2 separate regions of the Xenopus tropicalis genome follow, and region 2 is linked to region 1. A link is a contact called in public Hi-C data. All regions are on one chromosome and are shown on one strand. The core of a region is the stretch at or near the end of the contact, and the rest is flanking DNA. Distances in the headings are between cores, read along the strand shown.

The links. A called contact is a pair of places that touch in the nucleus more often than the background predicts.
Region 2: a contact with region 1 is called in a Hi-C map of gastrula embryo, with 1.8 times the contacts expected there. The contact joins the promoter of sema6a here to the enhancer-like site in region 1. A contact is called at or near these places in 3 of 5 Hi-C or Micro-C datasets (gastrula embryo, neurula embryo and tailbud embryo).

Annotation. Positions count from the first base shown.
Region 1 is chr1:171,213,491-171,218,413 of UCB_Xtro_10.0, forward strand. No RefSeq gene overlaps it. Among named protein-coding and RNA genes, the nearest start is that of sema6a, 120 kb to the right of the region's middle. Within about 2 kb of position 2,506, at least 1 of the 11 cell types and tissues checked has an H3K27ac peak or open chromatin away from gene starts, as enhancers often do. A contact at or near this core is called in gastrula embryo, where this site is marked.
Region 2 is chr1:171,337,021-171,341,943 of UCB_Xtro_10.0, forward strand. It overlaps sema6a (semaphorin-6A), which reads left to right and starts at 2,827. Exons shown (of 18, transcript XM_018090712.2): 1 at 2,827-3,231.

The DNA.
Region 1 (4,923 bases), core at 1,256-3,755:
AAAAATCCCAGTGTCTCTGATACATAAAATAATAACTACTGACACTACCAATAAACAGAGCTTGGTAAGTATAATAATTGGCTCCATGTTTTTTTTTTTGCTATTTTTGATCTTAACTCCCTTCATTCTTTGGGCATACATTGTTAAAAACAATAATCCCCACCCCAGCCCATTCATTCTTGGTTTATGCAAGGACCACCCTAACATGTTCCATTGAGTGAAATTCACAAGGCATTGTCCCTGCCCTTCTAGTTTCAGTTGTAGTGCTGTATTCCTGGAAGAAGTATATTTAGAAACAGAGTCCTTCCAAAAAAGGCCCATTGTAAATAATTACTGTGAGATAAAAATAATGTTTCCATCAAGTTGCTGCATAAGGAATCATTAGTTAGACTATTTTCATCACTTCCTGACATTGCAAAAAGCAGTATCCCTAGCTGCAATCTGGGAAGTGACCAAAAATGTTTGTGCAACAAACAATATCTTTATGGCCCACACACACAAAATCAATAATTTAAATGATCAAAGTAAAAATGAGAGGAAGGAAGGAAAGTAAAGGCAGGAGCTTAATGTCTATGTTGTGGTTTGGTAAGTAAGCAAGAAATATTGTACAAATTCTTAAATATAGAATAGACAGACAGATAGACACAGCTATTTCACACTTCAATGGACCCCCCCCACTACCAGCTTAGTTGTTCTTCTTTATTCATAATAGGGTACTTTATATCTGAGACCTATCATTTTTCCTGGGGCAGATTGTACAGTATGTCAGCAGAGCGTAGAACTGACCATACATAGGTAGATATTACTGTTACAGGAACTTGCAGCTTAATGACCTGGGTATGGGGCAAAACCTATGGCCTCTGGGACTGGTAGATATTAATCAAATTAAATTAAGACTGGCTGATAGAATCTCATTGGGTATAATCTATTTTATTCTAGCACAGTTGTAATCATGCCAGCCAACTCGGATTCAATAGGCCAGGTTATGTACGACCGATTATGCAGAAAAACCCACGTCCCAAGCATTTTGGGTAATCGACTCAATACCTTTAGTTACTTGCAGTTTTATAAATATTCAGAGATGGAATAATCTATGGAATCTGCAAATCCCAACCCTTTTTTTTAAGTCGTTTTCTGATGTTATTTCTGTATCTCGCTTACTAATTCTGACTTTATAAACAAAACAAAGCTTTTCTTCCCATGGCTAGTGCTGAACATAGTCCCACTTTGCTTTGACAATGGGCTTTTTTTCTGTGACTTTTTCCACAGTGACCTTTTCTATACAAAATGCAGTGAAGTGTATGGGAATTTTTTTGCACTTATTTTTTCATGCCAATTTTTTTTGCTGCATGGCCACAAAGCCATGCCTGGTGAAACAATATGTTCCTTACTACCTGTGGCTAAGAAATGCTTCATTCCCAAGCAACCAGATCATGTTACCATTAGAGGGCACTATTTCACTAGATTGTATGGAACAAATGGCTTCTATGGTCTTAAAAATAACCAGTGGGGCAGCTCCCATTCATAAGAAGAAAAGTAAAGCTAATTGGAAAGAATAGCATTCAGTGTTTTGTAATCAACATTTGTAGAAAAGGTGAAGAGAATTTTAATTAGAGCACATTTTCTGTTTAAGATTCTGTTCATCACATATACTGTATGTTTATATATACAGACTAGTCTATCTTAAATGGTCATTATGAACGCGAGTTTTTCGGCGTCATTACGAAAGTTGCGCAAAGTCGCGATTTTTTCGTAGCGTTAAAACTTGCGCCTTTTAAGTTTTAACGCTACGAAAAAGGCGCAACTTTGCGCGCAAGTGTTAACGCTACGAAAAAATCGCGACTTTGCGCAACTTTCGTAATGACGCCGAAAAACTCGCGTTTTTACGCAAAAATCGTAAAGACGCCGAAAAAATCGCAAAAAATACGAAAAAGTCGCAAAATGTTCGTTTCCAATCGGAATTTTTCCAATTCGGATTCGAAATCGTGTCTTAGTAAATCAGCCCCTATGTCATCGTCCTAAGCTATATTTGCCATCAGATGTTATGTTTCTGTGTTACTATGATAACTGTGGTTTCAGATAAGAAGCAAGGACTTACAGGATATGGCTGCATTAAAGGCTACAAGACAAGTGGGCAGAAAGATTGGGAAATGTAATTCTCATAAGACCAACAGAAGTTTCAGGAAATAAGAGTTAAATGAAATCCAGTTTGGGACTGTTTATTTGCAATATATACCTGTTACTTGAAAGAAAAAGAAAAATATGTTGTAAATCTTGAAAATGAAAGTATACAGAAACCCTTGTATAAATGTGTATATACGGTATCATTGTTTCCTCTTCCTAAAGTTTTGATAGGAATGTGCTGTTAGAATGGAATGGAACTAATGACATAGGATTGATAAGCTTGTTTCTTTATTTCTCGGAGTAATATCCTGCTGTGCCGTACAATAGCATTCAATAGGATGCCAGGTGTTTGGATTTGCCGTGCAGTAAGGAAGTAAAGGAAATTTGCTTTCTGAGATCACTGGTTTCACTTAGAAACCACAAAGGCCACTTCAAAGAATTAGCTTTACATAGTAAAATAGGTTGAAAAGAGACCTTATAGCATCCAACCCACTACTCACTATTTCACTACTGATCATCCAGGAGAAAGCGAACACAAACCAGTTAAAAGCACTATCATTGTACAGAAAAATAAAAAATCCCTTCCTCCCTTCAGATATGGCAATGCCAATTTCATTTGCAAATGCTGGAGAATAACATTATTACAATTTATAAATGGATACTATTTCCAAATTTAAAAAAAAAGTCTTGTTTGTGAGTCCTGTTTCAGTTATAGCCCAGCGTAAAGCTATGTAATAAAACTATGATACAAACTCATTCAAAGAAACGGTTGCATTATTGGCCTTGCTAGGGTCCTACAAGGGATTTAATGAATGGTGTTAATGTTTGAATGGTGTTAATGTGGCATCTACAGTATGTTTGCATGGCCACAACTACAGCTGCAGCCATAAATGAGCTCTTAAGTCTTGAATGGAAATCAGTTTAAACTGGCCTTATACCTGTATTATTTCAATTTGTCACTTATATAAATGGCGACTAAAGTTTAAATAAAGCAATCACTCCCTTCCCTGACATACGTTTCCACTCGCCCATTAACTTGCAAAGCAGAGGATTCTCAAAGGAATACAGTTGCGTTAGCATAAAAGTGAGAGTTTCAGCTGAGTTTTTTTGCGAGCTTTGCACCACAGGGAGCTACTTCAGCTACTTCCGTAAATTACAGTGGAAAAGTCAGTTTTATGATAGCTTTAGACTGAATGTTCTGCAACAAATTTCTCCCCACATTTGTGTTCACTTAGCTGACAAATTCCTTTGTAAATGAATTGTGGCAAGTGCTTATGCAATTCAAGAAAAACGAAATATTCGCTTTTTTCCCTTATGGTTCACTTAGTTTATTCTAAATTTTTTTTTTTTTTTTAGAAATATATCATATGTATATGTATTGACTTATTATATAGGTAATAATCTAACCTTTATTGTAAAATATAAGGATAGTAAAAGTCAGGGTCGGGGCCGGTGGACCCTGGCCCTAGTGGGCCCCGGCGGCCCAGTCCGACAGAAATTACATCACTATGAATCAAGTATTAACAGCTGCTTAGCTAGCACTTATGAGCAAATGGAAATCAGCAACTCCACCCTCACTAGGCGAAGTAATAAAGAGAGTAAACAGTAACAAATTGTTTGAATCCAGAATTGCCCATATACAGAATAAAAATACTCAGTCTATGGAAATGGAAATATGGGCCATGTGGAAACTAATAAGTCCAAAATGACTGACCCAGTGGACCCAATTAATTTAGTGACGTATTCAAATCAGAGAAATCTCAACTGGCTCAGCTTTTTCTCTCCAGACAAAATCCTATCATGATCACTAAAGTAAGACCACATAACAACAACTATGACCATATAAATAGTTCCCTGGACATAAAAACCCGAATCACTCAACCTTCCACCCATAAAATACCTAACGAGGCAATGCAACCCGCTGACTATACCTTACTATGCTGTATGTTATGTTTATGTATAATCCACCTTTTCTTTCTTCTTTACTTCCTTAATAAAAATTTAAGTTCCAAAAAAAAAGAAATGACATCACTAAGCGCCATTTATAACTGATGACATCACCAAGCACCGTTGTGTATGATATGTAAAATAATGTAGCCCCAGTTGGAACCTACAACAGATTTATAGAGTCACAAACTACAGATCCACTTGTGAGAGAGGTTATGTGTGATTGTGTTTTTTAGTCAACAGCGGAGACTTTGCAATGTTAACTGGGTGGGAAGTGTGCTGGGTAGATATAATTTAATCAGTATAGTTTATGGAAATAGCTGATATCGTTGTTCCAGTCACTAGAGGACTCTGTTAGGTAAGAAATCCCTTTTAAGTGGGTTCTAGAGTAGGTTCTCCTCTGTGGCATTCAGTTGGGGATTATTCTGAAGCTATAAGCAGAAAAGCACTTCTCTGTGGCTAATGTGAGGAAGATAAGAATGGATGATACCAGGGAGCCTAAGGTCTGCCATCTCACAAAGGTACCAAGGTGGGACAAGTAGTTAGGCTAGCTAGTGACTGGCCAAATCTGTGTAGCTCACTGTAGGAGGTGCAAGACAAGTGATACATGAGCTAGATGTAAAGCCTTTAAGGGCTCTGGCACACGGGGAGATTAGTCGCCTGCGACAAATCTCCCTTGTCACGGGCGACTAATCTCCCCGAACTACCATCCCACCGGCGAACATGTAAGTCGCCGGTGGGATGGTACACACTGTGTAGGCGATTTTGCGGGCGACTAATCTCCCCGTGTGCCAGAGCCCTAAGGGTGAAGACACACAGAGCTACTAGTAGCAGCTACTTTTTCACAGCTAC
Region 2 (4,923 bases), core at 1,577-4,076, 120 kb after region 1:
CTGATGGTTATCGTCACTAAAAGACCCCAGATCAGCAAGATAAATTAAAAATCAGTGCTAATATATGTACCATTGGTGGGATTCTGAGAATTGTAGTTTAACAGCATATACTGGGCCACAGGCATCTGATTACTGGTTAAAGGAACTAAACATGTTAAAGAACAAGGATAGAAATACTGCATTTTATTTGCTAATTTACAGTACTAACCCAGAGATCCAGAAGCCCTATAAGAATTATATTTTATATCTTCAAAGTTGTCCAAAACAGCTCCCCATTTTGGACCTTGTTAGGCCATCATTTGAATGTCAGTGGCAATGCACATGCTCAGTGTGCTCTGGGCAGCTGTTGAGAAGCTAAGCTTAGGGGTGGTTGGAAATCCAGAATACATTAGCAGAAAGTGAGGTAACTTATTGTATATGATAAAAGACACTGCTATGGGGCTGATAATCAATTCTGGTGTACAATTTTGTGGTGTCTGTGCTGCCAGCTAATATGAATTCAAATTATTTACTAAGCAGCCTTCATTTTCTCCTGGGTAAACCTGTAAGCTCAGGTAAGTGAGCAGTCCATATCATGTGCTGTGCATCAGCAGAAAAGATGGGGAGTTACCGAGGGGCATCTTCAGATGAAAAGGTCTTCACTGCTAAAGGGCTATGGTGTGTATGGACTGATTCAGATACTCAGGACATAAGGGCAATTTTTCTTTACTGACCTTTAGTTCTTATTGAAGCCTATAGACAAGACAGTGATGGTTCTAGACTGGTTGTCCATAAACATTGTTAAATTCTCATCCCCCAAAAACAGGTGCACTGGTGCAGTTACCCATAGCAACCAATTAGCATTATAAAATGAAAGCATAGATATGATAGGTTGCTATAGGTTACTGCACTGAAGCAGTTTAGCAGCTATGTTAGCAAGTCAGCCCCAAGATCCCCCAGGTTTGCTGGCAAAACTGCACTGAGCTCTGCAGGCACCTTTATCCCAGACAGAATATCAAAGTGACAACCATATGTGCCTGACTGCCTCCAAGCACCGTAACAAATTCAATAAATACCAACACGTCCAAAACCAGCACTTTGTTTTCTAAAATGGGACAATACTGACAGGTACTTAATTTATTATTAAACATAAGCTTTCCAGATCTCTCGGCAACTGATTTCGACTCAGTTAACCAGAGATTGCATTAGAGGAGATGAACTGTATAAAAACAAGCTGCAGCCACCATGCTGGCTGGTCTTCTGACTCCTAACTGCCTTTCTAGTTGGCTCAGCATTGCCAGCGGGGGGAAATGGCTATTCCATCTGCAATCTTGCTATTAATTATGCTAACTGGAGTGCAGAAACTGGAGTGCAGAAATTGTATATTTACCTTGGCACAAACCAATCACTCAGTAACATTACAGTAAGTAAAATGAATAAAACACGTTGGGAAATGATGTCACTAATTGGTTGGCTCTGTACCACCACTTTCAGGGTCAGTTTCTGCTTGCCATTCTGGTATCAAAGGAGTTAAAGCAATCCAAGCCTGCAGCTGTCTAGATGTGCACGACTAGAGATGCAGGGAGGTGTAGTTCATCAGCAGCTGGAGAGGGGAAGGCTGAGGGGTCTCTTTGCCAGTATGAACAAATGAGGCTTGCTGGTTGTTTTCCTATAGCTGGTCTAGTCTGGCACCTGCTGCTGGCTGAGCAAGACTGTGTGAGCAAGTCATCTATACACAGCTCAGCAGTGACTCCAGGGACTCCCATTCTCTGTGCCAGACCCACCCAGCGCCTGGCAGAGACTGTTCTCTTTCCCCAGCCAGTGTTACCAGACTGATGAAACATCACATGTACAAAACACATGCAGGTGGGCTCCAGTGCAGTTGTAATGCTCCCAAGTTGCAATCAGTTCAGCCCTTCTAATTTTTCCCCTGAATAACTCTTTGGGAACTGGGAACTGTAGACCAACAGGAGAAACTGGGGGAACCAGACTGGACTCCCTAGTAGTAACCCTTTCCCCAGTACAGGGGAAGCACTGCTAAATGAGAATGACTACAGTTTAAATCCAATTAATTTGCAATCAGTGCAGCCCTGCTAATTGCATTTGCTGGTAGCCACCAATTACCAGATGATCTGTAAGGACTGTACAGCCCCTAGAAAAGACTTTTCCTGATGTTAGCAAGTCTTCTGTATTGGCGAATAATTGCCATGATTTGGCTTATGGAAGGGAACAGCAACTACAGAAAGCACTGGGTTAGTCTGGTCCGTTTGCTGAGTGACTGGGGGGGGGGGTAAACAGACACAAAACTGACTCCCATCTATTGTGGGGGATTTACATTATACTAAAGGTTTGTTGTTTGGTGCCATAGGGAGTCGCATTTCAGAGCGATTTCAAAAAGCTGACACCCTATTTCTGTAGCTGTCTGAACAATACGAGGCAGGCTGGTTACTCAGAATTATGAAAATGAATTTCAGAAAGTGGCAGGTGTGGCATCACTCAGCCTGGCTTCATCGTATTACCTGAGGCACATGTGGGCACAATTCTCACTGAACCTGTATCTATTATGCTCCCAGTACCAGATCATGCTCCTAACATATATAGGATATATATAATATATATGGGGAAAGGAACTGGTCCAGCTGAGCAGCACCCCGCTTACACATTATGTACCCCTACACGTACCAAGCGCAGCCTCCTTGTGGTACCAGCGCTCCCCTCAAGTGAGTCAATCCGGTCCGGGATTTCCCTGGCGCACAGGCCAATGCCAGTAGCTGAGGAGTTCGGAGAGGGGGCGGTGCCTGAGAAGCGAGGCTGATCCCAACTATTCTCCAAATACAGTTCAATGAGCAGCAGTCAGTGTGCGGATCGGGCTGTGTTTCCCTGCTGCGAATCCTATAGGAGTTTGGGAGAAACTGCCTAGCGTACCCGGGCATCACTTGGCATAGGGGCAGCAGCCGCAGCAGCATCACCGCTCTGAAATGATCGTTCCTCACTCCAGGTTCTGCTGAAGGGGGTCATTCTCTCTGTTTAACCCTGTGGATTCCTTGTGGGATTTTGCTTTGGAAAGAGAAGGGTTTATCCCAAGTTTTGTGCGATCGCCTTGAGTTGTAGCGCAGCCGTGCGGGACAAGCTGAGTTCCATGAGCAGTGATGAACAAGGCTTGCCTGGGAGAGCTGCTCGCATCCCTCTCATTGGATTACTAATGGGACTTTACATGAGCTAGCCGGGAGTACTGCGCTGCCTGATCCCAAGGTACGGATCTCTGTAAGAGATGGGGGGGTCTGCGCCTGGGTCTCAAGGGGGCTTGGCTGGATCGCACTTCTAGGCATACTCATATTCCCATAGTGTGTGCACTGCTAGGCATACTCATATTCCCATAGTGTGTGCACTGCCAGGCATACTCATATTCCCATAGTGTGTGCACTGCCAGGCATACTCATATTCCCATAATGTGTGCACTGCTAGGCATACTCATATTCCCATAGTGTGTGCACTGCTAGGCATACTCATATTCCCATAGTGTGTGCACTGCCAGGCATACTTATATTCCCATAGTGTGTGCACTGCCAGGCATACTCATTCCCATAGTGTGTGCACTGCCAGGCATACTCATATTCCCATAGTGTGTGCACTGCCAGGCATACTCATGATACCATAGCGTGTGCACTGCCAGGCATACTCATATTCCCATAGTGTGTGCACTGCCAGGCATACTGATAGCATATTATGTGCCCTGTTAGCTACACGGGTCCTGCCAGGGACCAGGGTGCATGGCTAGGGATATGGCTCGAATAGTAAGTGCATAGCTAGGGATACGGATGTCATACTCAATTCACTACTAGGAATTCGGATCGCATACTCAATGCACTACTAGGGATACGGATCGCATACTCAATACACCACTGGGAAATCGGATCGCATACTCAATGCACTACTAGGAATACGGATCGCATACTCAATGCACTACTAGGGATACGGATCGCATACTCAGCGCACTGCTAGGGATCGCATACTTAGCGCACTACAAGGGATATGGATCGCACACTCAATGCATTATTAGGGATACAGACGGCATACTCAGTGCACTACTAGGTATATGAATGGCACAATCCGTGCACAACTAGATTTCATGGTGCCTTTCATTCATGTAATGTGCTCAGAGTTGGCCGTGTGAGTGCAAGGCAGCGATCTCCTACTCTGTGGCAGACAAAGGGTTGTTCCCACGCTGGCTGATGCCAAGCACAAAGGCAAGGGGTGGCCTGGCTGGCTCTTCCCACTCGTATTGGGAGGGAATGGCTCGGAACCAAGCGTGCAAATTGGAGTGTCAGCGCTCCCGTTGTGCGGATAGGGGACAACTCAGGGCGAGGGAGAGAGAGGAGGCGGGTAATGGGCCCCGCACAGCCGCTTGTGATCTCTTCCCGGCCGAGCAGTTAACGCCGCCGGCGCAGCAGCAGCACTAGCAGTATTCTCTCTCCGGCGCTCCGGGCTTAGCGAGACTGAGAGGGTCGCGTAAGGGTCGCTTGGCAAATAACAAAGCCATTTCCTCCCTCTCCCACCCAGAGATCCGGCCACTGTTCCCTGCGCCCCGTGTAACCTGGAAACAGGGTGGGATGTACAGTTATACACTCACTCCCAGGTTCAATGCATCCTTAATTTTCTATTGACACGTATGATGAATGGGGTAACCTTGTACATCATGTGTGTGTTTTAGCCTTTTGCATGTGGCTGTATATTGGAAATGGCTACAATTCCATGTATCCCACCATAGGTTTAAGCTGAGGGGGTGCCTTATTTGGCCTTTGCTGAGTTATTGGGTAAACGGACGATTAAACAACATTTCTAAAATGCATGGCAGGGCACCTATTCATCCCAGTATATAAACAATATGATTTAGATTATGTATTATGTATGTGTAATGTAATTTACTAGTAGAGGGGCAAACTC